Regions from separate parts of the Rattus norvegicus genome. Here regions 1 and 3 are each linked to region 2. The links are chromatin contacts, called in public Hi-C maps. All regions are on one chromosome and are shown on one strand. Each heading gives the region's core, a stretch centred on a gene start, on an enhancer-like site or on the middle of the called end of the contact. The rest is flanking DNA. Distances are from core to core; before and after follow the strand shown. Region 1 has its middle 460 kb from the start of Adam34l. Region 2 holds the start of Fat1 (FAT atypical cadherin 1). Region 3 has its middle 610 kb from the start of Adam34l.

Region 1 (4,834 bases), core at 2,197-4,696, 790 kb after region 2:
ACAGAGAAAGAAGTTGAGAAACAATACCTTTCACAATAGCATCAAATAATATGGAATATCTTGGGGTAGCTCTAACCAAGCAAGTGAAAGACTTGTATGATAAAATCTTAGAGGCATGAAGAATTTAAGGAATAATCAAAAGATGTATAGATCTCCTATCCTCATAGACCAGTAAGATTAATGTAGCAAAAATGGTCATCCTACCAAATGTAACCTACGGATTTATTGTAATTGATCCACACAAAATAACAAAACAATACTACTCATAATATGAACAGACAATTTTCAGCTTCATATGGTAGCATAAAACCTAGGCTAGTTATAATCCTTCTGAATAATAAAAGAAGAGCTGAGGTATTACCACTCCAGACCTCAAATATTGCTATAGAGTCATAGTAATAAAAACAGTATGATATTGCCATAAAACCAGATACATCTATCAGTGGAACTAAATTGAAGATCCAGACATGAATCCACACAAACCTATGGAAACCTAATTTTAATTGTAAAGAAGCCAGAATACACACCCTGGAACAAAAACATCTTCATTAAAGGGCGATTGCCCAACTTGGTGGCTATATGTGGAATAATTGAAATAGATCCATACTCATCACTGTGCATAAAACTCAACTCCAAATGGATTAAGGACCTCAACATAAAACCAAATAAGCTGAGCCTGATAGAAGAGAAAGTGGGGAAGATCCTTGAACTCAGTGGCACAGGAAAAAGACTTTCAAAAGAGCGCGTTGTTAGCACACACGGTGAGATCAGCAATGAATGGGACCTCATGACACTGCGAAGCTTCTACATGGCATAGGCCAGCATCATTTGTAGAAATCAGTAGTCTATAGATGTAAAAATACCAACTAAACATCTAACAGAGGGCTCAGATCCTCAAGTCAAACATGTATAAAGAATACAGAAAGCTAAATGTCAAGAAAACAAATAACCCAATTTTAAAATGCGGCATAGATCTAAGCAGAGAATTCTGAAAAGAGAAAACCCAAATGGCTGAGAAACACTTAAAGAAATGTTCAATATCCTTAGCCACAAGGGCAATGCAAATGACTCTGTGACACCATTTTGTATCATGAGAATGACCAAGTTCAATAGAACAAATGACAGCTCAGGATGGCACAGGTTATCAGTACAGAAAACACATCAGTTTCTGGGGAGTGTGGAAGCTTGTATAGCAACTGTGGAAATCAATGTTCTGGTTCCTCTAGAATCTAGAGATAGGGCTTTCTCAAGACTGAGTTATTCTACTCCTTTACACATACTAAAAGAACACTATTTTACAATCAAAACATTCGTTTAACCATGTTCATTGCTGTTCTATTAATATCACCAGAAACTGGAAACAACTAGATGTCCTTTTATGAAAGAAATGTGGTACATTTGTACAATAGAACATTTATTACTTAGTTGTTCAAAAACATGGTATCATGCAATTCACTGGTAAATGGATGGAACTAGAAAAAAATCACCCTGAGTGAGGTAAAACAGACCCAGAAAGACAAATAAAAGTATATATTCACATACACGTGGATACTAGCTGTTAAGTCAATGGTAATCAGGCTATGATCCACAGACCCACAGAGGTTAGGTTAGAATAGGTGACTAGATTGAGGCAAATAGATATCACTAGGAAAGGCAAATAATTAAGGCTGGATAGAGGGTGGGAGGAATTGGAATGGGAGGATCAAGTGAGGAGAAGAATGAGGGATGAGGAAGGGAATACGAAAAGCGTAATCTAAAATTAAGGTTATTTGAGGTGTGGTATGAAACCAATTAATAGAAGTTTTATAGAATGTATCCACATATAAAAGGGCTTTAAATATAATTCACAAATAATAAGGACACAGAACCACAACTGGATATCTCCTATCACTAAATGAGGCTTTTAGTAGCACTATTTGGTCATGTCTAATTGAAGTTTTAGCCAGAGAAATCCCATAGGAATCCCCAAACAACCCAGAGTGCTGTCAAGACTGTTAGAGGTAACTCTCCACAAACCGACAGCAAGGCCTCACTGCTGAAGACACCATCTGTGCAGCACATGGGACACATAGGTTTGCTAGAGTCACCCAGAGCCTTCAACCCCCAACATCCTAGCATCCTTGGTACAAGAGGGTATTCAGCATGCTACCAAAGGAGAAATATAGACACCATTCCAGCCACAAATCCTTTGACCTACTAGGTTGTCCTGCTGGCAAGATAGTGCTAGTGCTATGTTGGCACAAAACCTATGGGAAAAAGCAACCAACATCGGACTTAATGCTCGCTCCATGAAATGTAGTCCATACCCAACACTGGGTGACCAAGAAGGACTCCTAATAACATTCTGCTACACTCATAGACCAGTGCCTTTTCAACCATCATCAGAGATGCTTCCTTTTCAGCAGATGGCAACAATTACAGAGACTCACAGCCAGACATTATGCAGAGGGTTAGAGACTTCGAAATTCTCAGCCCTAAACTGGATATCTCCATTAAAACCCTCCCCTTCAGGATCAGAGAACCATGGCAAATAAGAGCATCCTTTGCACATACACAATGGCTTCAGAATTCAGTGTTTTTATGGGGTTTCTTAAACACTTGTGTATTTGCACCTATGTCTGCTTCATGTGTCTTTTCTTACACTTGTCCTTTTGTTTGTTTTGTATATTCTATTTCCAATATATTCGTTTTTAAAAATCCCATTGTATGTATTTTAATTTTATTATTATCCTTTAGAAGTCTGTTTGTTTTCTAATGAGAGGCAGAAGGGCGAGGGCATCTAAAAGGAAGGGAAGGTGGGGAGAAACCAGGAGTTATAGGGGAAGGGGAAACAAATGAGACTGGCTATAATGTTATATGAGAAAAGAAGCATAAAAGAGAAAAGGAAAAGGTATAGCTTTTAAAAATCTGAAAAAAATCTAATTTTCTCTTTCTCCTTGTTTGCCTTTATCATTTTGTACATAAAGAAATTCACTATTTTTTTTCTTGGTTGAGAGAGTGTCTCACTATGAAGCCTCAGCTGGCATGGGATTCGCTGCATAAATCAGGCTAGTGTATAAATTACAGCGATTATAGTAATTTACTGCTTCTGCCTCTCGAGTGCTGGCATTATAGGTGTGCACTATCATGGAATCAGTCTAAAATGTGTTTACTATGAATGGTTTTTATAAATACAGGAACAAGCTAAGCACTGCCTATACACTATCCACATGAGAGAGCCTTACCCTAAACCTAAGATTTGGAGGAAGCTATAATTTTATTGGAAGGATTTCCCCAAATGGAATTTCCTTGTCCTAGTATCAGCAGGAATTAACAGGCTTGAGGTGAGAAACAATTCATGGTTTTGGATGTTCTGTCCAACAGTTCAGTAGACTACAATCTAGTGTAGAACTCAATTTCTGTCCAGACTCACTGTTGACTCATGTTAAAACAAATGAATAAAAGTTCTGCTCAGACAAAAGTGCTCTGACTAACTCTATAATCCCTTTCCACTCTGTTAAACCTAACACCTCAAAATACACAGAGCAATGACTTGATTTTCACAATCCATATTGAGTGGATATTTCAGTGTTTCCTCGGCCTTTACTAAAAATAACTCCCTTATCATGAGGAATTTCGTATGCGTATGTTTCTGCGCAATGTGACTGTGACTGTGATTACATTCAGTTTTTCAAGTTTGGTTAAAATCATGCTTACTTAGTGTTTTGTTCTTCTTCTTGGTTTTCTTCTAGCTATATGGTTCTCTTAGATTTACCCCCTTAATCTTCTTGTCAGGGGCCTGTGAAACACTCTGAATCTATCTCAGAAATAAATAAACGGACATCAATTGCACCGATTTTTGAAATGATGTAAATGTCTGTCAGCAAAGAAACTATTAGTTAAAAAATATGCTCAAATAAAGGTATATTTTTGAAACTGGAAAAAAATGAGGTTAAAATATATTTTGGGGTTTGTAGAGATGCCAAAACATGTTGTTAACTTTTAAAACAAAAAATGATAATTTAAAGGCTGACTGTATAATGATCTCATATTTTTTAAAAAAATCTTTATTAGCCTAAAATAAATGGCATTTTATCTGTAAACATATAGTAAAAGTTGCTTGCATAGACAGATGAATGATGTTCTGATGGATGTTCGGTAACATGATGACACATGTTACAGAAGGTGGAAACAACCCCGGAACTTTCTGAAAAATAAACATTAATAGTTGATGTCATTTCTAGGAATTACAGATGCGATATAAAAAATGTAGCTTCTACTTTCTTTTCATATTGTGTTTGAGTTTTATTAATGTGCATTACATTTATAGTCTTCTAATTATGTCTTTATAGGGGCAGTGAATTAAGTTTCCATCACAGATGTTCCGCCTGTATCATTGCTAGACTGTCATGTAAATGTCACTCATTCTCTACTTAGAATGTCATCTGGTTGTTGTCCTCTGTTCATGGCATCTTCTGCTTCAAGTTCTGTCAGACTTTACTTTTGTCCCCTTAATTTATTTATTCACTTTACAGCCTTTCCTCCCCTACCCCTCCTACTTTTCTCAGAGAATGGAGACCCCCCACCCCAGGGTATCCACCCATCCTGATACACAAAGTCTCTGAAGAGATAGGCACATTCTCTTCTACTGAGGCTAGTCAAGGCTGTCCGTTTAGGGAAATGGGATCCACGGGCAGGCAAGAGAGTCAGGGATAGCCTCTGCTCCAGCCGTTGGGGGAAACTTATGAAGACCAAGCTGCACTCTGCTACATAATTAGGTCCAGCTGTTGTATGCTCTTTGGTTGGTGGTTCCGTTTCTGGAATCCTCCAAGGGTGCAGGTTTAGTTGACTCTGT
Region 2 (4,226 bases), core at 674-3,173:
GCCGAGCGCCCAGCCAGCGCATCCCAGGGTTGCAAGTCTATCCCCGGCTCCTGCAGAGCTCCAGGTACCGGCTGATGAGCAAACGAGACTAAACCGAAGCCAGCCACGCTTTGGAACGCAGCCCAGAGAAAAAGAAGGACTCGACCTCGGAAAGTTTGTGGGGCTCGAACATTTTAACGCCGCGAGAACGCAGAGATCAGATTTCCCTTGGAGCGGGTGGAGGGAGCTGCAGAGGGAATTGCACGGCAGACAGGGTCTAGAGTGTATTCCTTTGGCTCAAAGTTAATGTCACCTCTTAAGCCATCTTAAAGCAAGGTGGCTGAAAAAATAATGGTGTCTAGCAGGTTACGCTTGGGAAGAAAAAGTAGTGCCTGCATGCGGAATGAGTGTGCTGATTCGTACCTCTGAATTCGTACCCTGCTCACTACTTAGAACACATATATTCACAACACCCAGAAAAAGCAAACATCTTCGTAACCCAAAGACTCCTCCGGCCGCGGCAACAATTGCGCAAAGTGCTCGCAGAGTTACCGGTCAGTGAACGCTACGAAAGTGAGAGACCTGATCTCCAAGCTCAACCAGTTTGCGACCTCCCCCCAGCCTCCCCGGAATTTTAACTCTCAACAAAACACACACACACACACACACACACACACACACACACACACACACACACACAAAGCAAGCCGTTGGGGGAGGGGATGTGAGAGGGCTTAGGGCAGAGCTGCTAGAAGGAAAGGACAATAAAAAGTATAAAAACACATCGCTCCATAGCATTAAATCACCACTGGATTTTGTAAGTCGTACAAAGGAATTCCTGTAAAAAAAAAATCATTGATATATTGGTGCTTACTAGGACTAAAATATCTAATTAAGAATCCTAAATATCCAGGCTTACTAATAGATCTCACTGCCGGTAAGAAGTTGCACTTGGTCGCTACAGGAACCGCAAAAAGCCAAAAATGCAGTCTCCTGTGTTGCCTCATTTTGCTAATCCTTGAGCCACCAACGGAACGAAATGGAGATACCTTTTTGACCACGAGCGAATTGCCTTCACATGAAGAGACGTGTTGTTCAAGTTCCGCGAACATCATTTAAATAGTCGATCTTCTTTGACCCTGTCCCCAGAGCCTCATTGAAATTAGGTGGAAGAGAAACTGTCCCCCCCCCCCGCCAAAAAAAGAAAAATAAAATAAAATAAACCCTTTCCCCCAGCACTGCCTCTACATTCAGTCTACCCAAGCTGATTTTTCTTGAAATATATTAAGTGTCGTCCGGTGTAAATGAAGACGAGGGTGCAAGCGATCAAGCTCTGTCTGGTCCACGTCGTTAAGAGTAACCGGCAGGTCCAAGTTCGAGGTCTGCACTGAACTAGGAGCTGAGAGCGCGCCTTGCCCAATGCTCGGACTAGAGGGCGCTGCGCCACTGCAGATCACCCAGTCCCCAACGCGCCCTCCCTGGGCACCATTTCTATAACAAGTTACACTGAAAATAATGCACAAACGGCTTCACTTCTCAAGTTCTTTTGAACAGTGCTCTGTGTGTATTTTGCGAATTCCAAAAGCTGCGCATGCCTGCCTTTCATTCCCGCGCCCCGTAAAGGCCGCGGGCAGTCCAGTTTCTTGAGCGCAGATCACGTAGGATACACACGAATTCCCCCACTCGCTTACAGTGAAACACCCCTCACGTTATTTTCATTCACGATTAAACTTAAAATTCTACAAGGCATGCACTGAACAAAGAACTCACCACAGTAGCCCGGTCCTCGGTGTTCTTCCTTACAGTCCCCGGCAGTTGGGTAATTCCCACGCCGATTGGATATTTGTTAGGATCCGGGCTCGAAGTACCAACTTTGCCTCCCTTGGATCTTCAGCATATCCCCAAGCAGAGCGCGATCCTCCTCCAGTGCTGGCGGGACTCAGGTGGGCGCATTTCCAGTGGCTCTCGACCCGGGGAAAGTTTGAGCACCAAAAGAGGTGGAGAGAGCGCGCACGAGGTCTGGAGAGAGGGCCGAGGGGAAGCCAAGTTTGTCAGAACATGTCCAGGCAGCCAGCTGCCGAGTTGAGGAGTTACGGCCGGCAACTGCGGCGGATCTCTCTGCCTCTTTTCCCTACTCCTCCCTCTAGGAGCGGCTGGGGGAGGGGAGGTGACGTCAGAGCCCCGCCTCGCCCCCGACTCCCCGGCGCTGACCGGGTTCTCCAGCTTCAGTCGGCCTCCCAGCCAGTTGCAGCTAAGAACGCCCAGGCTGCCGCCAGGTTTCCCGATGCAGTGATCTCCCTGGCCGCAGCCGTCCCCACGAAGAAATGTCCGTCCCTCTCCTCCCCGCGGAGTCTTGGGGCTCCGCCGAGCGCTGGCTTCTTCGCACTCACCACCGGATCAGCCAGCCAAGGTCCCCCGTTGCGCTCGCCTCCCGGGCTTCCACACCGGGTCCCGCGGCGTTTCCCACGCCTCGGACTGCAGGTGATGCTCTTCCTCTTCTGCAGCTGAAACTCGTCGCAACGTGTCCGTGTCGCCTGTCCGGGTTTTTGCTGGGCAGAAGCGCGATCAGTCACTGCAAGCTTACTGGACGACTCGGACTTTGTCGTCCTCCAACTTCTGGAGATGTGATGTTTTAAATTTTTAAACTATTTAAATTTTAAATGGTTCTTGTTGTCCAACGCTGCTTGTGATCTTTGTGTTGAAAACCGTCTTTTTAATCTCCAAATCCTTTCCAAATGCTCCTCTGTCTTGAGACCTAGTCTGAATCATAGATTTCCAGAGGTAGGGGGAAGCGATGGGGGCGGAGCCAATTTTAACGTATCTTACAAGTAATCTGTAGTGATAATGGCTAATACACAAATCAATTGTCTACACCTCGAAACAACATAAATTTGCAAAAATGCAAGCCCTGTTAAAGCTTAATGTATAAATGAATATGTCGCTTTTATATAAGTGTCCAGGCTGTGGGAAAATATCTGCCGTGGGATTTTTTTTAATGCCACTAACATGCCAAAAAGCATCTCCTGAACAGCATGAGAGTCTAAGGGAGCCATTTATGTAAATTGACACTGCCCCAAACGATTATTATTAGATTTGAAGGAGTCTGGGAAAGCAGGGCATGGTGCTGGAGGCAGATTCTATGAACATATTTTCATCCCTTTGCGTAAATATATCAGTCTGTGTAGTTTTGAGAGATTAAGAGCAAACAAAACTAGCGGGCTCAAACGTTAAGGAAAGAGATGAAGAGACTGAGTGTTCTGAGTGTGTGCTTAGGCTTGAGAACTGCTCCAAGCTCCAGTGAACCCCCTTACCTGAGGTAGTTCGGGACCAATATCTGTTGTAAATGGTAAAAGTTGTAAGTTAAAAGCAAGCCTCCCTGGGTCTCGTCTGTTTGCCACACGGATAGCCTCCATTCGTGCAGACACTATGTTTTTACTGAGCATCTTAGAAAATGCCTAGCATGCATCTGAAAGGTACTTCTTACCACTTGTTCTCCTGAGCCCCTTATTTTCCTTTGCGATCTGAAATTTCTTATAAGGGACTGGGAGCCTCTAGAAGAGTGGGGGAAGGGGGATGGCGACCAGAATGAGATAACCTTAGAGGCCACAGAACAGGGGCAGCAGCGGAGGGGATTTCTGAGAGAAGACTGTTCTGTCGAGCAAGCCTGTCAATGCCCAGTCACTTCTATCCTTCACTATGGCAACTGGGCATGCTCAGCACTCCTTCTAGGTGCACACTTGATGTTAGACATTGACCACACATACAAACCCTCAAGATGATGCAAGGTCTCCTGCGGCACTGCTACGTGCACAAGTCAATTTGGTTTGATAGACCAGACTTTAGAGTTGCTCGGGCAATCCAAGGTGTTCCAGTTTTAAAAGAATAGGGAGGAATTTACGTTTTATTGATAGTATTAGTTCTTTTAAAAAAAAGCTCATTTTAAAAGTTGAGGACAGGATAATTTGAACAAAACCCTTTGTTCTAAGCAATGAGACTAAATCTGGAGTAGCCATTGGCTATTTTGGTTTAAATAAAATTAAGTTAACATTCAATTCCTTAATCTTTCAAACTATGTATCATATATTGACTACCCACATCTGGTTAGTGGCTGTTCATGTCAAAATAAATTTAAAAGCACCTTGATCGCAACAGAGACTATTGCTAGAAATACCTTGCTATATATCTTAAATTTTTTTTAAGGCTACATCAAGCATTAAATTTTAAGTTTCCTCTCCAGTACTGAGTGG
Region 3 (4,953 bases), core at 1,046-3,545, 630 kb after region 2:
CTTTACAGATTTCTCGGACATCGCAAAAGCAGGAACATACATTTATAGAGTAATGTTATTCTTGTCTCTAAATTTTCCAGAACTACGTGCTCACAAGTAGCCATATTTCTTGTGATAACATAACAGAATAAGATATGCTGATTTTCTTTATAAGCTACCTTTTTTTGACTAAAGGATTTAATCTATGTCTGAGTGTGAGCTAATTTTAATTTCTATTTTATGCTGTATATAGGGAACACAGAAACAAACAGCAAGAATGAAGAGAGAGAGAGAGAGAGAGAGAGAGAGAGAGAGAGAGAGAGAGAGAGAGAGAGGAGGGAGAGGGTGAGGAAGAGGGAGAGGAAAGAGGGAGAGGAAAGAGTGAGAGGACAGAGGGAAGGAAGGGAGGAGGGAAGGAAGGGAGGAGGGAAGGAAGAACAAAATAAAAAACAAACATGAGAACACAGTGAAAGTAGAATGTAGAATCATTATTACATCTGTAATAATGTCTTTAAAAAGTTAACTTTTTTTCTAGCAAACACCCTGGTCCTCTGTCTCTCCCAATCTTTCTGCCACTCTTCAGCGTTACCTGAGCCTTATATGTGAAAGTGTTTCCTAGATGTATCCAAGATGGGCTTCACAACTCTGCAGGTTGACTAGTTGTGGTTTTCTGTAGTATACAGAAGCACATCCATTGATACCAAATTGTTAGCCCTGAAAACATATATACAAAAAATATTTTAAAGGTTGAGTAATTTGAATTTGTATTTAGGATATATATATATATATATATATATATATATATGTCACATTTCTATATATGTATATGTATTTGTATACATATTCATATATATGTAATAACAATTGGTGGGAAAATGCCATAAATTTGAGGTAGAGAAGAGAGGTGTATATGAGGTGGTTTCGAGGGAGGAAAGGAAAAGGCAGCATGTTGTAATTACATGATAATCTCAACATTAAAAAATTAACTTAAGGAAAATTGAAAAAGTAGAAACTATGGTTTTTAAACATCTTAAGAGATAACAAAAAGAAAAAATGGAGTTAGATTTTTAATTAGAACCTTGATTTTTGAGATGAATTTTAACAGATAATTAGAACGTATGATTTTGAACTGAGACTCTGAAGGTACTTGGGAACCACTGTACATTTTCTTAAGCATTCTATTTTGCCTTCTGTCGCTGTGACCAACGTGACCATAATACCTCAGATATGAAAGAGTTGTTTGACTTTTATGTTATAATCCATCATGGAGGGACTCCAAGGCATCAACTCAAAAGTATAAGCCCAGAGGCGAGAGTTGAAGCAGAGGCCTTGTAGGAAAGCTGTCTATTGGCTGGCTTTGCCTGGCTTCCTCGGCTCCCCTTCTTCTGTAGCCTAGGCTCACATCCCTCTGGGGAGTGTATGTCATCCACCATGGGCTGGCCCCTCCAAAGCACTTATTGATGCCATACACACAAGACCGCAGGACAATTTGTTCCAGACAAGTCCCCAGGTGACAACTCCTCTTCCCACATTTGTACAACACTGACCGTGGAAGCTAGCTTATAACAGTAGGTGTGAAATCATTACTATGATCATGTAAATGGGTTCATTTCATATTGAAGATATGAGGAGAAAATGTCTTGATGTCTGTAAACTACGTAAAGTAATTAGCCAAAACGTATGCGTATATATTGATAAAGTATGTCTAAGTATAAATGTACATTAATATAAAAGGAAAAGTACTAACAAGTAGTGAGTTTGAGTGATGGATATCTGGCCCTTGTAGCTTTTCAGTAGTATATTTTGGACTATCTTCCTCTTTTTGCTTAGATGTTGTCATGCGACATCTGGTTTGATTATTTGTTTGTTGTGGAATAGGTGCTTATCTGTAAAACCTCAGAAGATATTTCAGTAATGATCAGCAAAAGCTACATTTGTGTATTCCCTTAATGATTTTACTGCAGAGATTCAAATCCACTTGCAATGATTCAAATTCACTTTTATTGATTCTGATACAATTCCAAGGAGAAAAAACTAGCCTAGGCAAAGCAATAGTCATTAGGGGACTTGATTTTTTTTTTGAACCCTGACATCTATAAGGTGAACAGTATGGGATTCCTTCAACACATATCTTCAGGAGTCTAGTGTTTCGATTCTAAAGGGTTACTCACTGGAAATGCTCGGTGCTGGTTTAAAAGTGAGCAGGCTCAAGCTGGATCTGTCACACTTTCTTTGGCCTTCTGAGGCCAAACTGTGTTTGTAATGACTTCTCACAGGCTCAGGATCCTAACTTCAAATCCAGAAATTCTGACCTAGTTCAAAGGAAGTGAGCTAACAGTCTCGGAATTTACTTCAGGCTCTGGGCAGGACAGAGCTGCTGAGGCTGGCATCTGCCAAGCCATCTCGCACTTCCCTGACATGTCAGGGCATCTCAGCAACGGCAGCAGCTTGGTAACCCTAAGTTACCCTGCAAATGCTTTCCCACTGGAGAACCTGTGGCTAGCAAGGTCTTGTCCACAAACTTTTGCCTTAAGCAAACTTTTGCCTTAAGTTGAAACATTAGAACTCAATTTGTTTTCAACAGCTTCTCTTTAACCATCCCATTCTCACGTATGATTGACAACGTGGCCCCTCCTCTTTTAATAGGAATGTCAGTGAGAATCTGTTGTTTCACAGAAAAAAAACAACATTTTAAATTAGACAGGGAATTCTGAACATCTTACCGAAGTTGGGAGCTCAGTGATTTAGATATTTCCATTCTCTAGAGCCATAAACAGCTAGAGTGGTGGTTCTCAACCTGAGGGTCATGACCACTACCACCACTCCCATGATTTGATATCTTGCATATCAGCATATCAGATATTTACATTGCAATGTACAACAATAGCAAAATTGCGATTGTGAAGTAACAATGAAATAATTTATGGGTGGGGTCACTACAAGCCGAGGAACTGTGTTAAAGGGTCACAGTATTGGGAATATTGAGAACCACTGGTCCACAGTGTGGCCATCACTCTGACAATTAACTCAAAACATTCTTCGAAGGTAGCATGTGACAGAACTTAGGACATTCTTTAAGTTAGAGAGTTTTCATAGTGCCTCAGTCACAAGCAAGGTACACTGTTGATCACTCAAGGAAATACTGTTAGAGGAACCTTACACCCTTAGTTACAAATGTTTACAAGAAAGAATGCAATCAAACTAATAGGTCATTCTTGGCTTTAGTTGAAATAAGTTATTTTGCTTGTATCAGTTCTATGCTTGCTTTTTGCAAAACCCAAGAGAAGACAGTTATAACAGGGGCATGCATACATTTAAAAATATCTTATTCTTTTTATACAATGGGTTAAATCTTACCAAGTGCTATATTTAGTTACTACACTAGCAAACTATGAATAGACCTGTAACATTTCTGGCATGTGTGTGTTAGCATGAAAATAAATTCTGATTCCTTAAGGCGAAGTAGTTAAATTTGCGGTTGTCATCTCAGATAATGGATTTCAAATTACAGTTGGCTCTCCTTAACCATAGTTTTCATATCCAAGGGTGGGATCACCAACCCTTGGTCAAAAGTGTTTGAAATTTCTAGAGTTTCAAAAAGACAGAGCACAGGTTTCCTGCATGCTGAGAACAGTAATGAATCCCTTGGACTGAAGTGATGTATGGGCACACCCTGCTGGAACCTCCCGCCATTTGACATCGCCTCGAGCTCTTTTTAGCACTTCTCTTTGTACTGTGTAGTAAGGCTTTGGATGGCTACATCGATTCTGAACATACACAGACAGATCTTGTTAGTACTCCATTTAAAACAAATTTTAATTCGTTAAATTATTTTATTTATCTCTTTTTACGTGTGTGAATAGTTTGTGTGCATATATGCTTTTGTGCTGCATGAATGCATTGCCTGATAAGGGCAGAAGAGCGTGTTAGATCTGGAACTGCAGTCACAGAGGGTTGTGAACTGGCGCGTGGGTGCCAAGAAGGTAAGCTGAGGTCTCTACAAATCAGCAAATGCCTGTAAGCAGTGAGCCCTAGCTCCAGCCCCCGTTAGTACTCCACAACAGAAGCCAATGAGATGGTTAGATTCAGTGGGTAAAGATGCGCGCGCGGGCACACACACACACACACACACACACACACACACACACATACACACACCCACACACACACACACACAGGAGGTGAGGGAGAAAGAAAGATACAAAGTTTTATATTGTACTTATATATATATTGGCCTTCATATTCATGTTGTGGCACCCTTGCAGGCAAACATACACACACACACACACACACACACACACACACACAGAAGAAGTGGGGTAGAAAGATACGTCGTCTTATACTGTACTTGTATTGTGTGAAATAAAGTGATGTAGTGATATAAGCAATGACATAAAATGCAGGAGTGGAAGATTATACTGATAGGATAGGATAGTGTTAGTCAAAACTATAATGCTGGTTTACACAACTGAGTTGTGTGTACAAAGATTTTGGTATGCAGAGTCTCAGGGCCATTCTGCTATGAACACCATGGACTCTGAGGGGTGACCAGTCTATGAAATGTGTGTTCACAGAGGTAGTGGGCAAACCTAATTCTCACCTCAAATACAATGAGAAGTGAGAAAGGGTTTGTTGTAGAAAGATATGCGGAAAGATAAAAGCAGGCCCTAGCGTTTATAAAAAGATACATTTTACCTTGCTGTCAGTAATATAAGGTGTCATGAGAAGTCGTCATGATCACCTTAAAAATATGCTACTCTAGACACTGGTGAGGCCATAACAATGCACCATAGACTCAGAGACTTAACTACAACGGTTTACTTTTTACATTTAACTTTATTTTCTTTGATTTTGTTTATAGTTTGGAAGCTAGCAAGTGCAAAACTAAGGTACCTAAGGTGAATTCTGTGATGTCAGTCTGTGAGGATCTGCCTCATAGACAATTTTCTTGTTAAGTTCCCAATTTTACCTTTC

The links. A called contact is a pair of places that touch in the nucleus more often than the background predicts.
Region 1: a contact with region 2 is called in a Hi-C map of the A7r5 cell line, with 7 times the contacts expected there. The contact joins the enhancer-like site here to the promoter of Fat1 in region 2. A contact is called at or near these places in 1 of 12 Hi-C or Micro-C datasets (the A7r5 cell line) and 1 of 1 datasets of contacts at active chromatin or transcription factors (oligodendrocytes).
Region 3: a Hi-C map of the A7r5 cell line shows a contact between it and region 2, with 5 times the contacts expected there. The contact joins the enhancer-like site here to the promoter of Fat1 in region 2. A contact is called at or near these places in 1 of 12 Hi-C or Micro-C datasets (the A7r5 cell line) and 1 of 1 datasets of contacts at active chromatin or transcription factors (oligodendrocytes).

What each region holds. Positions count from the first base shown.
Region 1 is chr16:54,811,600-54,816,433 of GRCr8, forward strand. No RefSeq gene overlaps it. Among named protein-coding and RNA genes, the nearest start is that of Adam34l, 460 kb to the right of the region's middle. Within about 2 kb of position 3,447, at least 3 of the 93 cell types and tissues checked have an H3K27ac peak or open chromatin away from gene starts, as enhancers often do. A contact at or near this core is called in the A7r5 cell line, where this site is marked.
Region 2 is chr16:54,026,686-54,030,911 of GRCr8, forward strand. Fat1 (FAT atypical cadherin 1) reads right to left here and starts at 1,924. Exons shown (of 27, transcript NM_031819.2): 1 at 1,750-1,924.
Region 3 is chr16:54,655,101-54,660,053 of GRCr8, forward strand. No RefSeq gene overlaps it. Among named protein-coding and RNA genes, the nearest start is that of Adam34l, 610 kb to the right of the region's middle. Within about 2 kb of position 2,296, at least 7 of the 93 cell types and tissues checked have an H3K27ac peak or open chromatin away from gene starts, as enhancers often do. A contact at or near this core is called in the A7r5 cell line, where this site is marked.